Regions from separate parts of the Mus musculus genome. Here region 1 is linked to region 2. Evidence: chromatin contacts called from public promoter capture Hi-C data. All regions are on one chromosome and are shown on one strand. Each heading gives the region's core, a stretch centred on a gene start, on an enhancer-like site or on the middle of the called end of the contact. The rest is flanking DNA. Distances are from core to core; before and after follow the strand shown.

Region 1 (3,053 bases), core at 164-2,663, about 10 Mb before region 2:
CAGAAGCAGGATCAGATACCATAGACTACCACAATATGGTATTCCTTAAAACCCGTGAAAAAGAACAGAAAACCATTAGAGGAAACTTTGTTTTCATCCACCAAGTCCCATCCAGTTCTTGAGATCTAAACTTAAATTTTTTTCATTTGTTCATACTTCACTGCTAGCAAATCTTTGTAAATGCTTACAGTGATATACTGTCTCTTATCTGAACAGCCCTACTCTGGTGAGCCAGTACTCCACTCTCTTTGGGGAATTAAATTCTCTATTCCTATGTATGTTCCTAGTCTTCACTTCTCCCTAGACATTTTCTATATTAGTCAGATTTTAATTCATGTGCATTCAGTTTTGTTTTAAGCAGTTCAACAGATGAAGGAATGAGAAAAGATTAATTCCTTCTTTCTAAAATTTGATAATAAAGCTTTCAAGAGAGAGGAAATAAACTAAGAAATTCAGAAATTCTGCATGTTCTAATTGCTAATCGAAGTATTTCTGCAGTTTCATTTCGTGGAAAGAAAATAGTCTAGTTTATGAAGAGAATAGAAAGGTGATGATTTTGGACATTTTTCTTCTCTTCTTCACTGAAATGCTAAAAAGAATGCCAACCTCAACAAAACAAAACTTTTTTAAAAATTGCCTTGTTGCTGTATTTTAAAAGAAGCTTTAAATCATGTACACGGAAGCAACTAACTGCTGTACAACATAAGCAATTCTTTATATAATCGGGGAAAGATTTCGTCAGTCGACTAACATCCTCCTGGGGTCTAGACAAATATGCCCACAATAAAACCACAGATAGCTAGTGCTTTCTGACTAATAAGACCTCTCCTATCTGGGGCTTTGTACAACGGCTATTTTCTGTCTTTAAATTATTGCTAGCCTGTAGTGACGCCAAATGCCCGCTACATACGAGCCAGAGTCTAGTGTCGCAGACCCCACACGAGTTAGTAGGGCAAAGTATTCCAGTCTTCTGTCTGAGAAGACGACTGGAGGAAACGCTATTTTACATTCGCACGTTGTCCAAATATGCCTACTTTAAGACAGAAGTTTTAAGTGTGAGGCTGAAGGTGGCAGGCCTGGTTTTGTGTTTTCATTTAGGTTCAGTTGCCCATAACACAGGTGACCACCCTCCAGCACACTAAAACCCTCAGGCTGGGCTGCCGGGGCCATTATCTTCGTTCTGCACTTCCACGAGACAGGCAAAAGTACGAAGAAGATATACCCTTTCCTCGGCTTCTGAGCCGTGTGGAGGGAAGGCTGAGCCACTGAACTCTGTCTCCTAGCCCAGTTGGATGTGGGCCCAGTCTGAGAGCCACTTCGGTGGCGGGAACCGCCATCTAGCCATGTTAAAGCCCAGCGTCTTCCAGGGAAACCCAAGCGCAGCATGGGCGCCGCCATAGCGTCGCCGAAGTCCCGGTCAGGTGACCCACCCTCCCTCTGCCGCGAGGCTCCCTGGGAAGCGTAGTTCTGGCAATGCGCCACAACCCGTGTAGCTCTTGACCGGAAGACTACTGTTCCCAGCAACCCAATTCAAAGGCTGCCGGAACTTTGTTAGGGAGGGGCGGAACCAAAGAAGTGGGAAGGTTGGTGGGTCCTGTGTGACTCCTCCTAGCGGGGAGTTGGAGAGCTTTGTGGCGGTAGAGCTTGTGTGTACTTTGACAGCTCTTTGAGGGAGCGCCAAGCAAGGAAGCCTCACCAAGGATTTTATACTCAGCTTAAGCCCGTGAGTTGAAACAAATGACCCTAACATTACCACAAAGGCTTCCTGGACCCTCCAACGCTTTTATTTTTTCTGTCTTGCTCGCACACCTCGCACACAAATTTGTGCATTATTTCAACTGATACTTATTTGCATGCCTGCTATATATACCTAGTTCAATAATAAGGCAGCATTGATATGCTAGAAAGAAAGACTTTGGGGATGTTATATTTTAAAGAATTGACATTTTAGGGAGAGGAACCATACAGAAAAACGTTTTAAAAATTGTTTTCATGTCCGAAAAAAATTTTTAAACTTTTATGTGCTTTTTACTTACTATTTTTCTTAGCCAACATCTGAAACAATTTCTTGTGTTAGAAAGCTTTGATAGAAAAAAAGACATCACCTCAATGGATTTCTTTTGTTGTTTGACTTCAGAACTCATCTTGGACTGGGCATATCCCTCAGTGGTACAGCATTTGCCTACCATGTAGAGATGCTAGGTCCCACCCTCAGGAAGGCAAAACCAAGCAGAGCCTTTCATATCCCTTGTTGAAATTCCAGGTGATTTTTTTTTTTATTTGAAAACTTAGTCTACAATAGTTCTTACTTTCATTGCCTGATTTTAATTGTCAACATAGTCTTAACAGCTATCTTTGATTTCAATGGATCCTTGTCTGGTATTTACCATAGTATTTCCAGAGTACAGAGTAGGCGCCTCAAGAATATATGAAGTAGTACAGTGCAGTGAATGTATTTGACAAATGGGGGCTGTTGAGAGGGTATGTTCTTTAGAAACGCAATAACAGATTGGGGTAGTGGTGAAGGGTAAAGTAAAACATATGTTTCTGGGAGATGTGCAAGGTGAGATTGAGGGACCTGATCGAGAGTTGGAGGTTCTGTACCTGCTCCTTGCTGACAGGTCCAGGACAGAGGAGAGAGGTCCCTGTCCCTCTGGGGTCTCTCCAGGGCTGAGCAGGATGGCGAGTGTCAACGGCCCAAAAGAAACACACAGAGTTGGGAGTCTTGTTGAAGCAGGAACTCAACTTTATGGAGTCAGCCTCTTGCTTATATAAGTTTGGAACATAGGGAGGCGGGTTTTGGTGGGGTAAGATGGCGTAGTGACTGACAGGGTCAATGGCAAAGCTCTACATCAGCAACGACAGGGCAGAGGCAGGGCCAAACAGGTCTTGCTGAGTCACCCCAATATGGAAGTGACTGAGACAGGTCTCAAAACTTGAGCCAGGCTTAGGCTCTCCCACAAGGCCGCAGAAACTCGAGCCAGATTCGAGTTTGTCCTCAAGGCCCAAACCAGGGCCAAAATGGGGCCCAACAGTTCTGACTTATGTGTGTA
Region 2 (3,053 bases), core at 266-2,765:
CACAAATGAGAGAATAAGAAGCAGCGAGGAAGTACACCATATGTTCCCGTTGTAGGCTAAACCCAGGTCTTTGTTTCAATATTCCAGCGCCAGCAGGAAGGAAAAGCCAAATACCCACCCATTTCAATTTATTTTCTCATTAATGCTGGTAAAAGTTATACTTAGGATAGGTTTAGCCGGAACCCATCCTATCTTATTATTTGCTTCTTTAACCCATATCTTTTGCAATCCAAAGACCCTGCAATACAACCGGTTATCTTGGATAGACTGTCCGTGGCAGGACAATCTGATAAACTAACACAAGCGTCAGGCACTGAAGAGGACAAAGTTATTTTCTTAGTGAAACAGTTACAAAGTGGTTCTCTATCAATGCCAATTTTGCCTTTTTAACAGCTACGCATCTAGCTTGACACCATCCACCTGGTACTCAATTAGCAGGGCTTTCTTCAATCTTGTGATCTCCCAGACCAGTTTTAATGGTGCAACTCAAAACAAAATCCTTAACCACGCCCTTAATATCCCAGGCAGAGTTACCTTTTGTTTTTTGTTTTTTTTCTCTCTCTCTACCAAAGTCTGTAATTGTACGTAATTGTACTGAAAAGGTTTGCACCGCGATCCTAAGTCAACATAGCACTCTTTCCTCCAGTATCCAGGCGTTCCTATTGTCAGATGCCTTCCTCCCCAGGTTGCTGTGCTGTAGCCCGCAAGTGGCGCCCACGCTTACCTCCTTCACACCTGCAATCCCCGCTCGGGATGCTGGAGAGGATGCTGGGCAGGCTGAGACTGCTCCGGATGCTGCTCTTGCCTCTCTCCAGGGAAACTACAGACTAGGCTGAGCTGAAGCTTCTTCTGAGATTCAAGCTCCGCCTTCCCCGCCTCTAATTGGCCGAAGCTCGGGCTGCGGCTCCTCCCACTGCCATCTGCGCAGCCTAGGCGCAGAGCGGTACCCGAGGTCTCTTAGTTCCTGGTGCTCTGACCCCTTCATTTCGGACTTTCTCCCCTCTGGCATCGCACCTGGCCCTTCCTCAGGTCCTGCTTAGCTCTTTTAGCCGGCTGGTCCAGTGAACACGGGAGTGGGCTGTCCTTTGGGGGTATGGGGGTACTGTTGCTTCGGAGTAGGCGGAGCCCACCGGTCTAGCCCCTAGAGCCTTCCTCCCCGCCTACCCATGGACTCAGCCCAGCCTCCTGTCGCTTGCTACCTCTGGCCCCCCGCCCTTTTCTTTACACCCATCCGAGGGCACCTCCCATCGGTGGGCGTGGCGTTGTGGGCTATCTTCTCATTCTGATTGGTGCAGGTGAGACTCGGCCCCGCCCTCCCTCGTTTCTGGGCGCGCTCTCTCTTCATCTCCTCCCCTCCCTCAAAGACAGGGAACTCTCTTCTGATTTGCTAGAAGTGTCCCCACCTATTGCCTAAGGCGTTCTCGCACAGCCTTCTGGGAAATGTAGTCTTACTATTGCAGGAAGTGCTAACGGAAATGGAGGGCGGAACTACAAATCCCCATCGGGCCTTGCGCGACTCCTGCTGGGCAGGATTCCGGACAACGCCTGGTTCCTTTCGGGTCCTTCCGGCGTCGCCGGAGTGAATTGATCCGGGAGTTGAAGAGGGCTCCAAAGGTGGGAAGTGAAGTCCGTGCCTCAGTTGCCGGTAAGGCGAGGTTTCTCGGTTCGGGTCCGCACGGCTCCGTGGGCAGCCAGAGCGGCCTGGGGTCAGGCGGGGACCGAGGCGGAGGTGCTGAGGCTAGGCTCTGGCCGGCGGGGCGGACGGGTGGGGAGCCGGGCCTTGTGGGCGTCAGCGAGGTCTCTACGCGAGCTGCGGAAAGCTGGGTTTGTAAATGCCTCCTGCCCAGCCCGGCCCGGCGCCTCCAGGAAGTCCGCTGTGGGTTTGGGTGGAGGGGAAGGGTGAGGTCGGCCTCCCGGGTCTCCACTGACCGAGGGGGCGGATGTGGTGGGGTGAGGTCCCGGGCAGGTGAGGCTAAAGCTTGGCTAGGCCTGGAGGGAGCGTGGGTGCCCGGGAGTCGCCTCCCGGTGTGGCTGGGGTTATGCCCTTTGAGGGAAGAAGAGAGACAGTGTTGACAGTTCCGACTCAGTTCCAATTTCCTCTCTGAGGAGGTGATTCTTAACTCGGAAGGTTTGTGCCTCTTGACTCCAATACGTCAGATGGATGTATACTTCTCAAGTGCCCTCGAAGCGCTTTCACTTTGGGATGCTAATGAGACTACTGTAGAAGCAAATGACGTGCCCAAGGTCACACAGATCTTCAGAGTCTAGTCCTCCGAAAGTCCAGTTTCTGACCAGAGTTGTCGGCTTAGGAAGAAAGAGTGGGGAGGTGGGTGGTAGTACTGGAAGCAGATAGAAGAAGTTGCAAAGTAGTGTGCCTGTTTGTCAGAAACGGTTGTGAGGTGCAGAGAGTTGGTTTGTTGACGTGGAGTGGAAGCTTTGCCAAAGCATCCTCTCTAATGTTCTGTAAAACAGGAAGGATCGCTTTAGCTTAGATCTTTACCCCTTTTTCTGGGGTCTACTGAATGATAACACTCACTTTCCACACGCCATTTTTAAAGGATAGATAATATTTAGGAATAGCTCAGTGTTGCCATTAAGAGAATAGTCCTTTTCATTTCTATTTTCTTACCATTTTCAAAAACTATGGGTGAAACTTTCACAGAACTTACTTTACAGATATTCATGCTTTCATTAAGTGAAAATTAAGTGCAGAATCTTGGAGAAATTGTACCATGTTCATTACAAGAAGTGACCCTTTGGGGGGGGGGGTCAGGTTTTTACTTTTCTCTCATTTTCTTCACTCCATGTGTAGACAGTAAAACATACACTTGTATATTTTCTTTTCTTGGCATCATCAGTGAGTTTTAATTCATTCTTATTTAATGTTAATGAATGATAAAAATGATGCTTCTATATTGAATGGAAAGAACTGCAGGCTTACTATGTAAATTAAAATATAAATACATAGTATGTACTGTAAGTATATATGCTATATATTGAATGTGCTTTGCTTGCCATGATTAATATTAATTTTTTTTTAATGCAAAGCTGTT

The links. Promoter capture Hi-C pulls out the DNA fragments that hold promoters and counts their contacts.
Region 1: a contact with region 2 is called in a promoter capture Hi-C map of liver, with 10 times the contacts expected there. The contact joins the promoter of Gatb here to the promoter of Pdcd10 in region 2. A contact is called at or near these places in 3 of 39 promoter capture datasets (liver and pre-B cells), 1 of 484 Hi-C or Micro-C datasets (uterus) and 2 of 9 other capture datasets (adipose tissue and liver).

Annotation. Positions count from the first base shown.
Region 1 is chr3:85,572,489-85,575,541 of GRCm38.p6, reverse strand. It overlaps Gatb (glutamyl-tRNA(Gln) amidotransferase, subunit B), which reads right to left and starts at 1,413. Exons shown (of 13, transcript NM_144896.4): 1 at 1,223-1,413. The coding sequence starts at 1,398. It also overlaps Gm3740.
Region 2 is chr3:75,555,314-75,558,366 of GRCm38.p6, reverse strand. Pdcd10 (programmed cell death 10) reads left to right here and starts at 1,515. Exons shown (of 8, transcript NM_019745.4): 1 at 1,515-1,645. Serpini1 (serine (or cysteine) peptidase inhibitor, clade I, member 1) reads right to left here and starts at 874. Exons shown (of 9, transcript NM_009250.3): 1 at 725-874.